2 separate regions of the Danio rerio genome follow, and region 2 is linked to region 1. A link is a contact called in public HiCAR-type data. All regions are on one chromosome and are shown on one strand. Each heading gives the region's core, a stretch centred on a gene start, on an enhancer-like site or on the middle of the called end of the contact. The rest is flanking DNA. Distances are from core to core; before and after follow the strand shown. Region 1 holds the start of ssh1a (slingshot protein phosphatase 1a). Region 2 holds the start of si:ch211-108c6.2.

What was found. HiCAR-type assays count read pairs that join an accessible place to other places.
Region 2: a contact with region 1 is called in a HiCAR-type map of caudal fin, with 4 times the contacts expected there. The contact joins the promoter of si:ch211-108c6.2 here to the promoter of ssh1a in region 1. A contact is called at or near these places in 2 of 4 datasets of contacts at active chromatin or transcription factors (caudal fin and embryo).

Annotation. Positions count from the first base shown.
Region 1 is chr5:20,934,430-20,938,169 of GRCz12tu, forward strand. It overlaps ssh1a (slingshot protein phosphatase 1a), which reads left to right and starts at 1,575. Exons shown (of 16, transcript XM_005165198.6): 1 at 1,575-1,897. The coding sequence starts at 1,817. It also overlaps a transcript of dao.3 not described here.
Region 2 is chr5:21,041,177-21,045,205 of GRCz12tu, forward strand. si:ch211-108c6.2 reads left to right here and starts at 2,281. Exons shown (of 1, transcript NM_001030130.1): 1 at 2,281-4,029. The coding sequence starts at 2,281. The region is part of intron 1 of LOC141385793 (a long non-coding RNA gene); the gene reads right to left.

The DNA.
Region 1 (3,740 bases), core at 325-2,824:
GCACTTCTCATAAAAGAGTAGGGGTGTAACCCTGATGTCCTTACGATCATGGCCTCCCAATCATCCCCATCCACCAAATTGGCTCTATCCCTGTCTCTCCACTTCCCCAATAGCTGGTGTGTGGTGAGCGTCCTGTGTCCTGTGGCAGCTGTCACATCATCCAAGAGGATGCTGCACCCTGGTGGTGGTGTGGAAAGTTCCCCCTCATGATTTTGAAGCACTTTGGGTGAATGGCCATATACAAGAAATGCTCTATATAAAACACTTAAAAAAACTTTTATCTTCTTAATGTAAAATTAAATACAATAAAATCACACAAAAGAGAAAAACAAGTTCACAAACTAACCATATGTACAGTTATTCAGCCATATTTGTGATTAGATTTTAAGATTTGTATCATGTGCAGTATTTAAGGAATGTTCCACTATTCACGAGGGCCCCTGGTTTTGAAAAGAAGTTATGACATCAAAACATTAATGGTTATAGACAGATTTGACAAAATTTTTCATGAGTTATATAATTAATTTTAATTTTTGGCATTGGTCAGGCCCCCATAATTTCCCAGGGGTCTAAGCAGTTGCTTACCTTGCTTATTGGTCCACCTTATAAGTCCACCCCTAATTGAATGTATAACCTACTACAGTCATACAAGCCCTAGAACCCTAATTCCTATATGGAATAACTGACTTTCCGTCACAAAAACTAATTATTATTTATTTATTCTGACCGTTTGTCATATTCTAAAAAATAACTGCTCTAATAACAATTATTTTTATGTGAAATATGGAAGAAATGTTATCAGACCGTTGTAAAATAACCCAAATAACAAACACACTTAAGTAAATCCACTAAATACAGAGAAAGTAAAAGGTGGTCTGTTTCCATAACTATATCTTATGGTTTCAAATTCCTGGAGGGCAGCAGCTCTGCTCCAACCAGCTCCAACTCACACCTGCTTAATATGTAGTCTCTAGTAATCTTGAACATCTTTAGTTGGATCAGCTGTTTGATTAGGATTGAAATCGATTTTGAGTTAATGGTTACACACAGTGACAGCAGTGGCCTGAATTATTACATCGCTCCGCCAGTAGGTGTTGTCAAATATGTATTTTTGTGCAATTATGAATCACTTCAGTCATCGACTCACCAATTGAACTGATTCACTACTCGACTGAATCGATTACCACCGCAACACACTCCTTTAAAAACATCTTCAAATAAGTTATTTTAACTTTAAACTAATGTTGTCAACTGCAGTGTATAGCTTTTTAAAAAAGCCTAAGATTGATACTTTCCACACAGGAGAAGTTCTCCATGTTTAATCAAATATTCAACGTGATTCAAAACACTACTGACTCGCTCAGTAAAAGGCGTGTTCCTTCAGTAATCTCAACCAATGATATTCATCCTCCACATCCAACACTCGAAGGCTATTGGCTCCTGCTAGAATCAATCATCACGACAGAACGCAAGCCACTCACTTTGAACAGCGACAAGCAAAGAAAGACGTTCACATCAAAAGATTCATTCAAAACACCGATTCGTACGAACACACCGCTAATGAACAACTGTGGGCATCAGTAGCGGTGCGAGTTTGAGCCCCATGCGGTAGTAAGTGAGTGAGAAGCACCAAAACAACATCCAGCTCATGTCAAAACGGAATCAACGATACAAACGAGCCGCTCAGCCATGGCATTTTAACAACAGCGAGCGCGTGGAGTCGCAGCGCAGTCCCCGAAGATCTGCCGGGGGAAATCCGCTAGCCGGTTTAGCTTGTGACAGATAGACTGGCCGTTGTGCTGGGAGGTTTCCATCCATGGCTCTGGTCACTCTGCAGCGCTCGCCCACTCCCAGCGCCGCGTCCACTTCCAGCACCGCCACCACCAACGCGGGGGAGGTAAGCGGAAACGAGCACGAGGTGTGGGAACTATGTATTCCTCAATAAAAACATAACGGGACGCTTATATATTTCACTCACGTAGGCCCGATGCTAATACAGCTCAGGAGGTAGAGCTAAACAGCGGGATGCCATCAGGATAGATGTGGGATTGAACGCTGTGTCATCGTGTTTATCTGCTCAAATCACACTTGGGCATTTTCTGCACTACTTGATGTTATTGACCTCAGTTTTACTTGATCATTCACATTCATCTTTTGGGAAGGTGTTTAATCAGTGCTGTAGAGTAGACAACTTACAGGCAGTGTTTATGGTTGTGGTTGGATGGAGCTCGATGCTCTTGTTGTGTTGGATGCTGATCAAGTCTTTCATCAATAGAAAGTGTTTGGCAGTGATGTTAGCTGTTTATTGCTAGATGTTTAGATGTTTATTGAGCTAATGGCTTGTTTATAGGCTGTCCTGCAATTTGTTGTGTAGATAATATATATGACTTTACATAAACTACCCACCGCTTTAGGAGTTGTCAGTGATAACAGGAGAAATTAACGACGTCTTCGGACTTCAGATGTCAACTGTCTATAATTTTACTTTATTTGATGCTGGTCACTGCTGTGTTGACATCACGTGATCAGTCGTGTAATTGACTTGAGTCATTGTGCAAGGTGCATTGCAAAGCAAAAACACATTAAAAAGTTGTCTAAATCTACTGGTGTTTTTATTTTTGGGCAGTGTGGTGGATTGTCTTTATTTAATACCCTCATTAAATAAAGAAACCAGAATCCTCTCTTGGTTATATTTCTTAGCTAGAGTTTTGTTTAGGGCTATCTTTTGGAATGTTGTTCAAGGAACAAATTAGATTAATATCTTACCACACAAGCTAACTTGATGGGTTCTGCAAATTAAGCCAATGTAGTACTCCAGTAATGAAAATTAATAAAATATAGTTAAAAGAAGAATAAAAACAAATACGAGAATAAAACAAAATCCTTTACTTCATCATCCGCTGAGAATAAAGGGCCTAAGACATTTACTACAGAGAAGTCAAGTTTTATCACTTCATTTTTTTGCTGGGTTCCAGGACATTTCGGGCTTTCAAGAAATGAGCGAGCTGACGCAGCTACTAAGGATGCTTTGAAGCAAGTGGTGAACAAAGGCCAAACTCCTCCATCAATGATGAGACCTATTATTAATGGGTTCGATTTTAAACAAGTGGCAAGAGGAGTGGATGCATTGCAAAATAATAAATTATTACATTCAATTCACCTTTATTTCTAGTGCTTTTACAATGTAGATTGTGTCAAAGCAGCTTCACATAGAAGATTGTAGTAAATTGAAACTGTGTCAGTCCAGTTTTTAGAAATGCAAAAAACCTGCATGGAGCACATTAATGCATAATACTATGTGATGCATTGAGTGTATTCCTTACTAAAAAGATAGCTCTTTAATCTAGTTTTGAACTGCGAGAGTGCGTCTGAGCCTTAGACATTATCCGGAAGGCTATTTTAAAGTTAAGGAGCCATAAATGAGAAGGCTCTACCTCCTTTACTTGACTTTGCTGTTCTAGGTACTACCAGAAGCCCTGAGTTTTGAGATCTTAAAGAGCGGGTTGGATTGTAGCAAGACAGAAGGTTAAATAGAAAAACAAGAGATAGATTATTTAAAGCTTTATAGGTAAGAAGCAAAATTTTAAATTCAATACAAAACTTAACAGGCAGCCAGTGTAAGAAGGAAAAAGTTGGGGTGATCAGATCATATTTTCTAGACTTGGTAAGAAATTTTAATCATGTATTAACACAAAAAAAATCTTTTTTAATTTATGCATTAATTTGTTTGTTGATTTTTA
Region 2 (4,029 bases), core at 1,031-3,530, 110 kb after region 1:
TCCACCACTATCCTGCTCATATGTCTCTTAGGTCTTGTTTGTGTTATTCAAGTTTGTTATATTTGACCTCATGTATGTTTGTTTATCTTTTTGTTGCATTCCTTGTAAAGTGTCCTTGAGCTCTGGAAAGGCTCTATATAAATAAAAATTATTATTATTATTATTATTAAGAACTAATGATGAGTTAATGTATGCACTAATCATGAACTAACATTAACTACAACATAAGTCACAAGAGTTTATTTGTGAATATGGGCTACCTTAATTACTTGTTAGTATATGATTGTTTGTTAATTAATGTATTAATTACCACATTATTTTATGCTCAATTTAACCATCATGAACTCATAAGTTTACTTGGAGGGGCACATCATCATAAACTCATTCTTAACTACTTATTAACTCCTTATGCACCTTTTTAGTGCGTTTACATCCAAATAATAGAAAAGTGTTCTGTCAACATCAACATGAACAGTTTAAACACAGGAGTTCATGATTAGTTAAAAATGAGTTTATGGTGATGTGCCCCTCCAAGTAAAGTCATGAAGTAATTATACATTAACAGCTCATGAGTTCACATTGGTTATATTTAGCATTAACTTAAATGTTCATTAATACATTAATTAACAACCATATACTAACAAGTAATTAAGGTAGACGTTATTCACACATGAACTCTTGTGACTCATTTTGTATGAACACTTGTTACAACTCATTAAATTTAGTTTATGATTAGCGCATGCTTTAACTCATCATTAATTCATCATGTAATCTTTAGTTTACATATTAATACATCTTTAATAATGTACTGCTTTTGTAAAGTGTTACCAATTTGTTGATTCTTTGTGATCTGACTGATTAACAACTCACTGATTTAGTAATGACAAACAGATGAACTGAATTTAAAATAGGTAAAGAACTGAGAACAATGTGGTGTTTTTTTTTTACTCAGAGCATTAAAAAAGATCCTAAAAGCTTTAATGTGATAATTCCACATAATTCATAATGTCATACTACTAGGCTCTGACCTTATGACTTTTAAATCATAAATGTATGCTTTTATGTCATTATTTTGACTTAATTAGCATTAAATAATATTTTTGAAAGCATTTTTTTCTTAACGTTAAGATTAAATGTATAAAGAATGCTTTTCTGTGAATATTTCAGCATGACATCTGTATTTTAATTCAAGTATATGATTTCTTGTGTTTATTTGTTATTGTATGATATCTTTGTAATAATAATTTACAAGTAATACAATTTTTTCAAAAAAAATTTATAGGGGTGTTAGCCTTTAATTGATAGAACGGTGTAAAGAATTGACAGAAAAGGGTTGTTGCTAGATCGGAAATGGTTGCGGCCGGAAGTTAACAAGAATTATTTATATTATTTATTAAATTTCCCATTTAATATAGTGGTTGTATTGAGTATTATTTATGCTATCTATTAAATTACCCAGTAAAATGTATTTTTTAACGTCTACTCTCACCTTAACCCTAAACCATCACAGTACTGTAAAAATATAAATTATTGTTATACAGTGTCATAAAAAAATGCTGTCATATTGATGTGCTTATCACACTTCTGGCTGGCCGTGTATCCGATCTAGACTCTAGCTCAGCATAGGACCTTGAGCCAGGAATCGAACTTGGGTCGATGAAGCACCTTGGTGCTTTATGTCGGCACACTTTACCACTAGGAAATTGGAGCCAATGTAATACTGTTTTTAAAAATACTATAAATATTTTTCATTTTAATTATATCTTTCATAATTTTGTTTTATTTATGTTTTATTAATTTATTATTTATATTATTGTATTATTTATTCATTATGCGTATTATTATATTCATTTTTTTCATTTGTAGTTTCTTTGTTAGTTTATACAAATAAAAAGAGGGGAAATTATGTTTATTTTTATATTTGATGTCAGTTACCTTTCATTTTTGGTTAGAAAAGTACTATAATAACAACCCTGTCATCTCTTACTTTTATTACCAGAAACAAAGACACTTTCACTGCCATAAATTAAGATGACAAGTAATACAGAACAAAAACAAAAGCAGCTAAAACAAACAGAACAAATCCGGTTTGACCACAAGAATGAGTTCATTCAAAATGACAAGTAAAGACAGTTATTGAGCATCAAACTGTGCAGGGGAGTGAATGAAAGCAGGAAATTTTTAGATAACACTGGCATAACCTGCATGCCAGAGTCATGCCATCATCTGCCACAACACACAGCCAATAACATCTCTCTCTTGTTTTTTGTTTTCCAAAGAATGGGACAAATCCAGGGTAAGGAGGGGGAGCTGGGCCAGGACAACAGCTCCTTGGGACCAAAGGAAAACGGACCAAGCCCAGACCCTGGGGGGGCAACGGAGGAAGGAAATCAAGCTATTGAGACTCACAGTGCCAGGACAGATGAGGAGAAAGCAAGGTTGGACGAAAGCCCAGGCAGGGAGTCACCATTACCTCCACCAGCAGAGCACGGTTTGGATCCTCATGATAAGGTGTGCACTCCCACGGATGGGGAGGGAGGAGATGGAGAAAGAAAAGAGGGAGGAAGAAAGAATAGAGAGGAAGGCAGGGCTGAACCTCTGGCTCTACAGCAGCTGAATGGAATCACACAGTCTGACACATGCAAGCAAAGCACATGGGAGTCTGGTGAACCTGATCACGAGAGAAAAGACTGGCTGGAAGAGCATACAGGACTGGTGTGTGACGCTCTTGGTGGAACTGAAAGCCCTGAGAAAGCAGCAAACCAGACTCAAAACTGTGCTTCATATGTAAAGGACGAAATGGAGGCTGTTTGCGGAGATCATGACAAGCTGAAGTGCCAAGATGGGGAAGAAAACATTGATTTTGAAGCTGTCTGTGATGTTAATCTAACAAACACACCTCCGAGCTTGGAGATTTTAAAAGGAAAGGAGATTTTAAAACCATGTTGCGAAGATGCCAACTTCACGGTTCAAGACCATGCTTTAGTCAATGATGAAAATGAGAAGAGTGAGTCACAAAACAAGAGGTCATTTAACAACCCCAGCGCGTCGGACCCTGTGATGAACTCAGAAATGGAGACATCAAAGGAGGCAGTTCATCAAGTTAAGGAAGGAATGGAGAAGGTCGTAACCGAAACACCAAATTCTGAGCGTTCCTCCCCAAAGAGCGTTGAAACTTCAGGGCAATCGGTGACGGGTGAAAACCATCCAACAGATGAAGTCATAGAGACCAGATTTAATAGTTCAGGTGCGAATTTACAAAGTAAATCTGCGAGTCTGAGACGAGAGCAGAGCCCAGAGGATCTTAAACCCTTGGAAGTGGCATCCAAGTCACCACAGGGTCACGCTGAGAGCCATCGACAAATATCTCCAGGCGAATTCACACAGGACGTGCTTCACACAGAAAGGCAATTTAATGTGTCAGACTTGGAAAGCACTTGTACAAAGGAACCTTCACTTGAGAGATCACCCGCTGGAGGTCATGAAAATAAAGATGGCATACGAGAAACTGGAGAAAGAGAGAATCTGGAATCTGCTTCAAAGGGTCTGTATGGTTCCCATGCAAAGGAATCCGAGATAAAAGATCTTTCTCTGCGTGGAACAGAAACGAAAGAGGGTTGTTTTGTACAGGGTGAAAGCAAACCTCTTCTACAAAGCTATGAAGATGAGAAATGTACTGCATTCTCTGAAGACATTACCGATTCGTTAACCTCTTGTAAGTCTTATGTTCAAGTTATGCAAAACAATGAGAAAAAAGATTCCCCTCTTTCAGCAAAGGCCAAAGTACACACAGAGAAAAGTTTAGATGTGTGTTTGGCTGAAAGGAGTCCACAAGCATTGATGCAAAACTCTCAGGAGATGATGGAAGAGGCAGACCCAGAACTCACCTCTTCTTTCCAGAGTACAGTAATTGATGTAGATGAAGCTACTAGAAAGCAGATATTAGTGGGAGATGCTAGAGCTAACTCAGATGACATGACACCATCAGAGAGAGACAAGGTCAACAAGTCTGTTGGAAATACATTGAGC